Linked DNA regions of Macaca mulatta: region 1 is linked to region 2. A link is a contact called in public Hi-C data. All regions are on one chromosome and are shown on one strand. Each heading gives the region's core, a stretch centred on a gene start, on an enhancer-like site or on the middle of the called end of the contact. The rest is flanking DNA. Distances are from core to core; before and after follow the strand shown.

Evidence for each region. A called contact is a pair of places that touch in the nucleus more often than the background predicts.
Region 1: a Hi-C map of liver shows a contact between it and region 2, with 2.4 times the contacts expected there. The contact joins the promoter of HNRNPK here to the promoter of KIF27 in region 2.

Annotation. Positions count from the first base shown.
Region 1 is chr15:114,915,850-114,922,048 of T2T-MMU8v2.0, forward strand. It overlaps HNRNPK (heterogeneous nuclear ribonucleoprotein K), which reads right to left and starts at 2,837. Exons shown (of 17, transcript NM_001266946.1): 1 at 2,754-2,837; 2 at 984-1,063; 3 at 801-885; 4 at 311-408. The coding sequence starts at 858. It also overlaps a transcript of RMI1 not described here.
Region 2 is chr15:114,859,895-114,865,536 of T2T-MMU8v2.0, forward strand. It overlaps KIF27 (kinesin family member 27), which reads right to left and starts at 1,329. Exons shown (of 18, transcript XM_015118008.3): 1 at 1,129-1,329.

The sequences.
Region 1 (6,199 bases), core at 1,587-4,086, 57 kb after region 2:
TGCCAACTAAGCAGTTTCCTAAGGAGTCCACACATAATTAAGATTTAATCTATTAATACTTTAAGAATCACACTCTCCTCCTAGCTTGACCTGTAGCGGTGGTTCACTACAGCAAAGGCTTTAATCTTAATTATAAGTGGAGTAACAAAACCACCAGAGCCTTCAAGTGTGTTTAGAAAGAACCACAAACAAATGTTTTATATTCTTCAATCTGTAAAACTTTTGACTTTCGAGAAAGCCAAACCAGACCTTATCTTAATTTCCACTTGAGTATGAACCCCCTTCAAAATTTCAAGAATAAAATGCATACCTTGCTTTGAAGCAGAATGCGTAATTCAACCATCTCATCAGTGTTTCTAGATCTTTTAAATGCTTGTTCCTCTTCCATATCTTCTGCAGGGCGTTTACCTAAAAATTAACAGTTCAGATTTCAAAGAAAGCAGCGAAGTCTCCAAAGCAACTCCATTCTGTTTCAAGAGACTTGTTGCTAATCTTAGGCATGTTTTAGAAAGGCCAAAGGCATTGCTATAGACTTGAACCTTATGCTTCCATCTAGTAAAACGTACCAAACACAAAATACTGTGACAAAATACTTCAAAGGACTTGAAATCCCAAAATGCAAGGAAAATTTTTTATATGCAAATCAGTTACTTCAACTTCATAAATAAAAAGCTAAAATGTAACTGATAAATCGCTGAATTAAAATTACCTAAACAGAAATACCAAAATTTCACCACACACTTCTAGGCAATAATTAACAGAATAAAAAAAATACTGTTAAAATTAAAATTTATTCTCACCAAATTCACCATTGGTTTCAGTGTTAGGGAAGGTTTCTTCTGGCTGTTCAGTTTCCATATTCTTTTATTAAATGGGCACACCAATCTGTTGAAAAATAAAGACGCTAGTACATTTGGCTTATTGCAAAGCAAGCTGTAAAAAAACCAAAAAACAAAAAAAACCACACTGCTTCTAGAACGTACCAGTTATTATATATCCTTGCAGAGCAGAACTGAAGCGTTCTGGGTCGGACCAACAACTGACACCCCAGTGCTGCAGTAGCCTATAAGAACCAACAGAAATCAGTTTTGCTTTTGTTTATTCCTATTACTGAATATTTGTTTCTGATCACAGTCAACACTGATTTGAACCCAAAAAACTAGCTGCTTCTAAAACTTGACTCATTTTAGGGTTTCACAATTCAAATGACTGCCTAAAAAATACAAAATTCAACGGAGCCTGGTTTGATTTTTTGCTAAGTTAGAACAATAACTTTTAGCCACTGAATTAACTCCCAACACAGCAATGAATTGTTTTATACGGCACATTCACAAAAGCCTGAAAAGATAAATGTCATCCACAAAGCATACATTTATGAAAACTTACAATGCATCTTATTCACTGGAAAAACTAATTTTATATTAAAACTTCTAATTGCTTTTCTATTTCTTTCGACTCATGCTTGAAGCGATCTTATGTGACACCCCGAAAGTTTACAAATACAACGGCCACTGCGAACACATCCATCAACAATCTACCGGAGGGATAAATCCAAAAATCTAATACAGGACCAGATCCAAACTATCACACTACCAGTCTACTAATCAGCGAAGCTAATGGAGCCCTTGAAAACTAACAGTCACTAGCGGACTATTTTAAATTAGGCTTGAGAGAGTACAACCCGACAATTATGCCTGTAATATGAAAACTAAAGTGTCTACGCGCCAGAACGGTCGACAGGCCTGCAAACAGCCTTTTTAAGCTTCCCTCTTCTCGGGACTAGGAGTTGACAAGCGGCCTCTACTAGAAGGTTGGCTAGACAGCAAAGAGCCAACAATCGAGGCACTTTTATGCCTCCCATTCTCCCATACCGTTGGTGGACTTATCGCTCTTCTAACGACTAACTGAAACGACATTCTCCTGGCCCAGCACTCAATTTCTGAGGTGGGGTGTGAGAAATTTGGATGAGAAAGTTTAAGCAAAAACAGCAGGGCTTATCTGTAAGAATAACGCTGCCGCGTGCCGTTCACCCTTCGGGTCCTGCAGTCACTAGTCCCCAGGCCCCGAAAATCCGCTAAGTATGTGCTCGACTGGCCGAGCGCCAACGCGCCCTCCCCTCCCCGCCTCCCGGTACCGGGATCGGAAACAGCCCGGTAACAGGACTGGAAAAAGCGAGAGTCGATAGCAAAAGCGCCGCCACCTCTCCTCACCCGGATCCGACAGGAAATGGCGGCCCGCGTAATGGCGACTACGTGCTACTAGGCGGAGCCGAGCGCCGACCCCCTCCCCCACCCACCACGCGGTCCCGAGGTCTCATCCCCCGCATCCTCCCCCCATCGCCCGAGACAAAGCCACCGAGGCAGCCCCGACTGTTCCATCCCCGCCGCTCCAGCTCCGACCCCGGGCCGGGAGACCCAAGGTGAGGCGGGGCTCACACAAAGAGAGCGGCAGCGCGACCTTCTCCCCCAGCCGGGCTCCTTTCCTCCACGAGGTTCCTAGTTCCTAGTGCCACATAGCTCCAGCTCATTCTAAAGGCACATGCCTCACGAATCCCCGAAGTCTCTAGGACCACAACGCGGACTGCGGATACACGCTCAGGGAAATGGCGGAGGTGGGGGAGGGGACGCCGGGCAACGTTCCCACTCGGAGAAGCGGCCGAACACCAAAGCGGCCCCCAGAATGCCTCCCTCAAGCGGAAAAACTGGGCTCCGACCCTCACCTCCACGAGCCGCTCCCCCAACCCGGCTTCTCACCGCGCGAGGCCGCCGTCTCTCTGCAGCAGCGCCGCCTCAGCCGGTCGGAGCTAGACAGAAAACGAGCGCAGGCTCCCCTCCCCCGCCTTCTCGCGTCCTCCCCGCCGTCGCGCCCTATTGGCTGCCAGGGCTTCGGCGATGGTGCGAGGGCGAAGCAATTGGCCCGAGGCCACGTCAATCAAGGCGACGGGGGAGGCGACAACCCCGCCTCCCGCCAGCGCCTCCCTTCGGGCTGTGAGGCCACTAAGGGCTCGAGAAAACCCGGGCTTGGGAAAAGTCAACGCAGCCTTTCAGGGAGGCCAAACCCGTGCCCGAATCAGCAATACCCAAGCTCCAATAACTCCAATTACCTATAGGCCGCGAACAAGTGGGACACAGGCAAGACGTCGAGGTCGGTGCAGCAGAGAAACAGAGGATAATGGCGTCTGCAGTGCTGTCGCCTGGAGCGCCCTCCTCCTTTCTCGTTCGCGCACTCACTAGCTGGGGGGAGGAGCGACTAGGGGGCGAACCTCTCGCGAGATCTAACAACTGCCTAGTTCACGCGCACAGGGAGGGGCCGGGGAAGGGGCGTTTTCCAGGCCTGAAGGAGTCCTTTGGGGTTGGAGGAGGGGCGCGAGCGCGCGACAAATCGGGCGGGAAGAGGCAAAAAGGGATCTGGGAGAGTGCTGCGGCGGTTCCTGTTCTTACAGTTGCGCGGCCCAGGGACCGCTGTTGCGCGAGGGAAATGCGGGACGCCCAGGTCGGTGCTTGGCCCAGACTTATGCCCCTGTTTCCGCAGCCCACACTTGCGCCCGAAGCCCCTTAGCCCGCCACGGGCTGTGGGCTGTGGGCTGCGGGACTAGCTGCGCGGCGGTAAGTGCGGGCCGCCTGCGTTCGCTGTTCTCGGCCCACGCTTCGGAAACCCGCTGTTTGTAACGGTCCGGGGCCTCAGTCAGCCAAGGCTGGGCCCGGAGGCGCAGCTGGCGGTTCTCGGCCCGCTTTGCGCTGGGGCGGGAGCCGGGGAAACGCGGGGCGAGCCTGGGAGTCCTGGAGAACTTCTCGCCGAGAAGAGCACAGGCGGTTTCACAGGGCTCTCCGTTCTGATGAGACTTTCCTCTTGGGTAATGGCGCCTGAGATGGTGGAAGTATTTTGTAGTGTCGTCGCTGTAGTTTATTCCGATAAAATTTTTAGGCAATAAATATTGCACTCGTCTCCTAAGATGAATGCATATCGCTAAATACGTTGTAGACCTCCACGTTCCATTCAAAGCGCCTGCCTTGTTGTGGCAGTGATGAAAACAGACAAAAACCCCAAAACCCTCTCCCGCAAACGTGCTCCTGTTCTAGCGGGTTCAGTTCACAGTTGCATTGTATTCGGTTCCTTACTTCTAAGGCTCCTGTGCCAAGCCTTCATGACTTACTTTGTTAAGGCACATAAGGTCACTTTCAATCGGTGACAACCCTGGGAAATCTCCAGCCCTGGTAGTACCCGCTTTCCACATCCTTACTCGTCAACCTTCCGGCCTCCGCCCACAATCCCAAACTCATTTTGAAGCATAAAGATGTTATAATCTGCACATGAAGCGAAATCCACCATTGACCGAATACATTCATATATATTTTAGTGGTGATGAATTTGTGCTGATTCATTCCTGTTATGTTTCCTTCTTGGGTAATTTGCAAAATATATATACCAGCATTCTTTTTAATGGCCATGATTGCATCCACCCAGCATCTTTTACTTGCCTGATTAGAGGAAAACTTGTTAAGGTACACTGAGGATTTCATGATGAACACCGGTATTTACATTCTGGGAGGATACGTTAACACATACTGTTAGAACATAATGTCCGGGATTGTGGAGTTTATAAAAGTTCTCTTTAAGTGGTAATATAGTTTTTAAAATGGTCCCCACCATGAAGAGTGTATAGTCTTGTTGGGTAGGTAAAACTTAACTCACATTTCAGCTCTAAAACACAAAGTTCAGAATTTTATTAAATATTCAGCTTTGATGAGATTATGTAGGGGCTGGGAATACTTGGATCATAGAGATTTAATCCGCCAGTTAGGATTTGCAACATTTAATTTTGTCATTGAAAACTTGAGACATGTCATTGACACTAATATGCACAAAGAGCGGTACGGTAATAATGATGCTGTACTTTCTTTAAAGTTAGTATGTATGTTGCGGTCATCATTTTCTTGATAAGCAGTGATGAGTGGGAATCACAAGTTAAGCAGCCCTATATAAGAACTTCTTCCTCCCAATTTCATTGCCAGACCGGACCCTGACTGGTGTAAATTATTCATCCTCTCTAGATGCCATTGTGGGATGGTTGCTGTTTTTCCCCCATTTGATTTCCTCTTTACTTCTTTTAATATTTAGGTTTGCTATTTAAATAACAGGAAAGTCTGTTTTTTCTCCATCCTTTTATTCTCTGTTTGAAATTAAGACTTTTCAACCCACTAATTTTATACCTGTGTTCATTCAAGAACTTACCAATAAATTCATTGACTCCAGTTTTGTGTAATTGGTTCTATGGTGTAATAGTGTAGTGATCATTTTGGACTCAGTGATTTAGACCCAATGTTACTTAGATGTGAGATTTACTTCAGATGGGCTGATACAATTGAGATTGTACACTATCCAGCTGGATTATTGTTTAAAATAGTATTTATAACTACTGTTTCTTGAGTTCCCCACTGTGTGCTAAACATTGTGCTGGCAGTTTAATACTTTTTAGAGTTCTTTAAGTTGTTAGTTATCTTTGTTTTATGGATGAACGAACTAATACTAAGAAGCTAAGAAACATATCCAAGGTCACATAGCAAAATTGGGTTCCAGATTCTCTTTTCTGTCTTTTCCTTACCTTAGGTTATGGAGGATCCACAAAAATCTCCTCTGATTATTTCTTTTAATTTCCGTCATACACAGTATAAATTTTTCCTCCCTAATTTTTGGAGTATCTTCTCAAAAATTCCAGGATTACCTTGAACTCATCCTCAATGAATTAAAATGTAGACTTACCTTTATTGTTTAGATGAAGATAATGGAAATGTGGAGTAGATTTAAATATTCGTTAGTGCTGTTAAGTCTCAGCTGCTGTCGGAATGGCACACGTAATGTCTAAAAGGATGACACTCCTGCCTCACTTTTTATTAAAAAAAAAAATTGGAATATATGAGGCTGACTGAAAATTAATCTAGAAATCAATTAATCTAGAAATCACCTAGACCTTCGTGGTAGGTGATAAAATTTTCCCACTTTATTCTCTTTTGTTTAGTTCCTGGCAGTCCAGATCTAGAATGTAGATTAGTGTGGTCAGCCAAGTTTGTCATTCACACAATGCTAATCATCTTTCTTAAAAATGTTTTTTTCCTGATTATAAAATTAATGGGGATTAAGCTATATGTAATTTTATATGTGTTCTTTTCCTCAAAAAAAGTAAATAAATGTATTTCTATGT
Region 2 (5,642 bases), core at 79-2,578:
AGGTTGGAGGATTGCTTGAGCCCGGAAGGTTGAGGCTGCAATGTGCCACTGCACTCTAGCCTGAGTAACAGAGCGAGACCCTGTCTCAAAACAAAACAAACAATAATAAGGGTCCACAAACATAGGGCTTGTAAAACATCAATATACAAGAAACAAAGTTTTTCCACAATCCATAGCACTTATACTTCTTCAGATTCTGATCAATTATAGTCATCAGAAACATACGTATTATGTCACCAATAAATGAAAAAAGGCGAAATCTGATTGGCTGGTCGTATTTAAGTATACTCAATGGGTTTTTGAAATCTGAGGAAAGGCAAGAGAAATATTTAATCCCTCATGTCATGTCACTGGTCAGGAATGAGTGTCTCCAAAAACCGCTGCCATCCCGTCCCCTTGATTTCCCAGAAAGCAGTGGTTGTCTGAAATGTGTGGTTTGTTAATTATTTTCATAAGAAACTTCCCAGTAGATGGATAGTAAATCGCATGAGGAGCTCAGAAAAGGCCCCAAATGCGTAAAGACAAAGGAGTAAAGAAAAGCAAACAACAAAGATTTTCAACACTGGAGACGGCGGTGTTACTTAAAAGGTGTTTCAAAGAAAGAATCGGGGCGCTTTGCTCTTTACAGCACCTGCCTCCGAGGGAGGGAGCTCTCGAGCTTGAATGCGCCGAAGTTTCAACCTCTACAGTGGGAAAAAGACGCCTGCGACAAAACAAAGCGCTCGGTGGTGGTGGCCCTCGCGTCGCACCTCACGCCGTGCAGCTACACGAGACGAACACGGGGTGCGCTCCGGGGGGCCGAGTCCCGCGTTGGGGTCGATCCCCGTTCCCCAGGCCCCGCTCCTCAGGGCTGAGCCAGCTTTCTCCGGAAGGGGCGCTCTGCCTCCAGTCGTTCGCCGGGCTCCCATTCCTGACCCCAGACCCCTCGGGCACCCCCATAGGCCTCGCTGGCGCCCCTACCGCCCACCCTCTGGCTCCCACCCCGCGACGGCCCAGACCCCAAGCCGGCGCCTACTAGTCCCAACGGCGGGCTGGGAGCGCGGGCGCGGCGGGCTGGAGGGCGGGTGCCGCGAAAGGGAGGGCGCCCCACTTCCCCGCACCGCCCGGCCAGGCCCGCCGCGCACTGACCGGCTCGGGACAGCCCAGGGCCCTGGCGGCGAGGGCTGGACTCCTCAGCTTCGCTCTGCCACGCCGCGCCGCCGCCGCCCGCGTCTTTTGTTGTCGCGGGTTCTCCTGGCAACCGGCGAAGCCCGCCTCCCGCCGCGTCCTCCCCGGGTCGCGGCGTCCTGGCCCCGCCCCCGAACCTGGGCACGTCCCCAAGCCCGTGCGCAAGAGTCCTGCGTCCCCAGGAAGTCCGCAAAAGGCCAGCTCTCGGGCTTCCCTGCAAACCCGAGTTGTGTCCCACTAACGCGCTGGGACCGGTCTGTGAGGCCTGAGCGGAAGCATCTTTCCACGGGTTCGTGAAATGAATGAGAACGATTCCACACTGTGTTTCAATATCTTAGCTACCAATTCAGTTTATTTTTATTTTTATTGAGTAAAACTTGCATAACATAAACCATCTTAAAACTTACAATTCAGTGGCGTTTAATGCCTTCACAGTGCATTAAACTATCACCTCTGTATATAGTTCAGAAACATTTTCATAACCCCAAAAGAAAATCTCCAAACCAGTTAGTCATTCCTTCCAGTTCCCCTCTCCCCACAACCCCAGCCAGCCACTAATCTACTTTCTGACTCTATGATAGATTTACCTATTCTGGGCATTTCATTATTGATGGAAGCATTCAGTATATGACCTTTTGTGTCTAGCTTCTTTTGCTTAATGTTTTCAAGCTACAGTCATGTTGTAACAACTATCAGGACTTCTTTTTTTTTTTTGAGACGGCGTCGCGCTCTGTCGCCCAGGTTGGAATGTAGTGGCATGATCGCGGATCACTGCAAGCTCCGCCTCCCGGGTTCAAGCGATTCTCCTGCCTCAGCCTCCCGAGTAGTTGGGACCACAGGCGCGTGCCACCACACCCGGCTAATTTTTTGTATTTTTAGTAGAGATGGGGTTTCACTGTGTTAGCCAGGATGGTCTTGATCTCCACTGACCTTGTGATCCATCCGCCTCGGCCTCTCAAAGTGCTGGGATTACAGCCGTGAGCCACCGCGCCCGGCCCTTTAGATGGAGTTCCACTCTTATTGCCCAGGCTGGAATGCAATTGCGCTATCTAGGCTCAACGCAACCTCCACCTCATGGGTTCAAGCCATTCTCCTGCCTCAGCCCCCGGAGTAGCTGGGATTACAGGCATGTGCCACCACGCCCGGCTAAGTTTTCTGTATTTTTAGTAGAGACGGGGTTTCACCATGTTGGGCAGGCTGGTCTCGAACTCCTGACCTCGGGTGATGCGCCCACCTCGGCCTCCCAAAGTGCTGGGATTATAGGCGTGAGCCACCCCGCCGGGCCTGTTTTCAGGTTTTTTAGGTATGGACCTAAGAGTGGAATTGCTGGGTTGCATCGTAGTATTTAACTTTACCAATTTAGCTTTAAAAGCTTTAGTGCCTCCTGTTTTTAGTAGCACAATCTAAGCATCTTCAAAAATACTTCCTTCTCTCATGAAATATACGAATGAAGGTGGGGAAAAAAGCTGACTATTTATGGTTTTTTTTTTTTCTTTTAACTGAATTATTTAAATTTTTAAAAATTCAGGCTGGGCACAGTGGCTCACACCTATAATCTCAGCACTTTGGGAGGCTGAACTGGGAGGATCACTTGAGCCCAGGAGTTCGAGACCAGCCTGGGCAACATAATGAGACCCCCCCCCCCAATCCCTACAAAAAATCAAAACTTAGTCGGGTGTGGCCGAGCATGCCTGCAGTTCCAGCTACTCTGGAGGCGGAGGTAGGAGGATCGTTTGAGCCTGGGTGGTCAAGGCTGCAGTGAGCCATCGTTGCACCACTGCATTCCAGCCTGGGTGACAGAATGAGACTCTACCTCAAAAAAATAATAAATAATACATAATTTTTAAAATTCTAAGATTTGAATTGATTATGCTGCATTTTTAGAACTCTTTTTGAAAACAAACTCACATCATGACTGTGAATTGCTGAGTCAAACTGGTCTGCTGACAAAGCTTCAATGATTAATAGTACGTAACAATTTAAGTCTGGGAATACCCGGAAGTCTCAACAGAAGTTCTCAAGAGGCCACACAATTGCAGAGAGGAGGTCAGCAAATGCCTAACAGCATTAGAATGGGGCATTTTCCTTTGTCCCCAAATTGATGTCTTGAGTCCAGAGTTAGAGAAAAGGAGTTAAGTACTTAAGTTCCCCACACTGTAAAGTGAATGCCAGTCATTGCCAACCCTTCCTCCCTAGGATTTATAGCAGGACTAAGCTAATTCCATTCAAATTCCAATCCTATCTCTTTTTTAAGTGTCTGTAAGAAAGACTGGGCAGTGGAGTCAAGGGGTCTTGGGCCTTGCGGGTTGGAGAGTAAGCAGCCTCCCACCTAAGTCAAAGGAGGCTCTAAGAGTGACGGGCAAACCCTGTGTGATGTGCAAGAATAGGAAACCTGGCCTTCTGGTGGGAGCAACTATGGGAAGAAGTAAGCTGATCTGCTTCTCGAGAATGGAGCGAAGCAACTGAGAAGGCGCTGTAGTAGGGCAGCCTGTGTTCCTACAGTTTAGGAGGGGAGAACCTGTGATTTGCTCATGGTCCAGGGTATCCTTTGGAGGGTACCCAAGCTTGAGCCCCATGAAGATTGTCTTGAGGACTGTCTCCTGCAGATGAGTCCCAATCAGTAAGAGGCAGTGGGAGGAGCTGGGCTTGGGATTAACAGAAGTAATTGAGCCAGTGCTGGATCTTTGTACAGGAACTATGTCTTCTCCTTAAGGGAACTGTATCTTTCAGGTCCACTGAAGAACGCTGCATACGTCCCATGGGAGACCAGCTTTGGGATGCTTATCCTACAGAGAAAAACATCCATGCCCAGTCCACTTTACTAAAAGCAGTAACAAATGGAAGATTTGGCCAAATTAAATAAAGAAACACGTGCCCTTTTCCCCTAAATCATCTTCCCTCACCCGCATTTTGAGAAAAGCTGGGTCCAGGAAAGAAAGGAAGTATTAAAGGAAGTATTAAGGAAACCACAGATCGTACCTCTTCTCCCACTTTAAATTATTTTAATGTTGCTATAATGTTTGACGGTTTCACTTAATTTCTCTGGCAGAGAGAAAAGAAGCTTTATACTTTAAAAAATGGGATTTCTGGCAGGGCACGGTGGCACACACCTGTAATCCCAGCACTTTGGGAGGCTGAGGCGGGCGGATCATAAGGTCAGGAGTTCGAGACAAGCCTGGTTAACATAGTGAAACCCCGTCTCTACTAAAAATACAAAAATTAGCCAGGTGTGGTGGCATGTGCCTGTAGTCCCAGCTACTCAGGAGGCTGAGGCGGGAGAATCACTTGAACCCAGGAGGCAGAGGTTGGACTGACCCGAGACTGCGTCATTGCTCTCCAGCCTGCGTAACAGAGTGAGGCTTTCTGTGCCATCATTTGCCTTTGGCTCCTTAATTTAGTAGAGAGAATGTTAGCTTTCCTAAGGAAACATACTGCTTGGGTCCTGTCAACCCATGCCAGGTGGATTTGCTTGGCCTAATGGTCAAACTGGGCAGCTACAATCTCCACCATTCATGAGGGGAACCTTGGGAGACTAGGAAAGAATCCATCACCCCAACCTGAAAAGCAAGCCTAGGACAGTGGCTTTCGAATTTGATTGATACTGAGCCACTATCAGAAATTCACTTGACATCATGACTCAATACACAGGTATGTGTACAAATGAAAACAAGGCCAGGCATGGTGGCTCATGCCTGTAATCCCAGCACTTTGGGAGGCCAAGGTGGGCGGATCACAAGGCCAGGAGACCATCCTGGCCAACATGGTGAAACTCCGTCTCTACTAAAAATACAAAAATTAGCTGGGTGAGGTGGCATGTGCCTGTAATCCCAGCTACTAGGGAGGCTGAGGCAGGAGAATTGCTTGAACCCTGGAGGCAGATGTTGCAGTGAGCCAAGATTGCGCCATTGTACTCCAGCCTGGAGACAGAGCGAGACTCCATCTCAATAAATAAGTAAATAATAAGTGAAAACAAAAGTTTTGGGAAACAATACTTACCTTTACTAAGTGCAATGTTCTATGTATTTTATTTTATTCTATTCTCCTTTTCTTTTTCTTAGAGACAGGGTCTTGCTATGTTGACCAGGCGGGTCTCAAATGCCTGGCTTCAAGTGATCCTCCCATCTCAGCCTCCCAAAGTGCTGGAATTACAGGAGTAAGCCACCATGCCTGGCCCTATTCTACTTCAATTTTTTTTTTTTTTTTTTGAGACAGGGTCTCACTCTGTCTCCCAGGCTGAGTACAGTGGTGCAATCATGACTCACTGCAGCCTCAACCTCCCAGGCTCAAGCAATCCTCCCACCTCAGTCTCCCAAGTAGCTGGGAATACAGGCACTGGCCACAACGCTCAGCAAATTTTTTATTTTTTTGTAGAGATGGATTCTTTCTGTGTTGCCCAGGCCAGTCTTGAACTCCTAGCCTCAAGTGATCCTGTGCCCTGGCCTCCCAAAATGCTGAGATTACAGGCATGAACCACC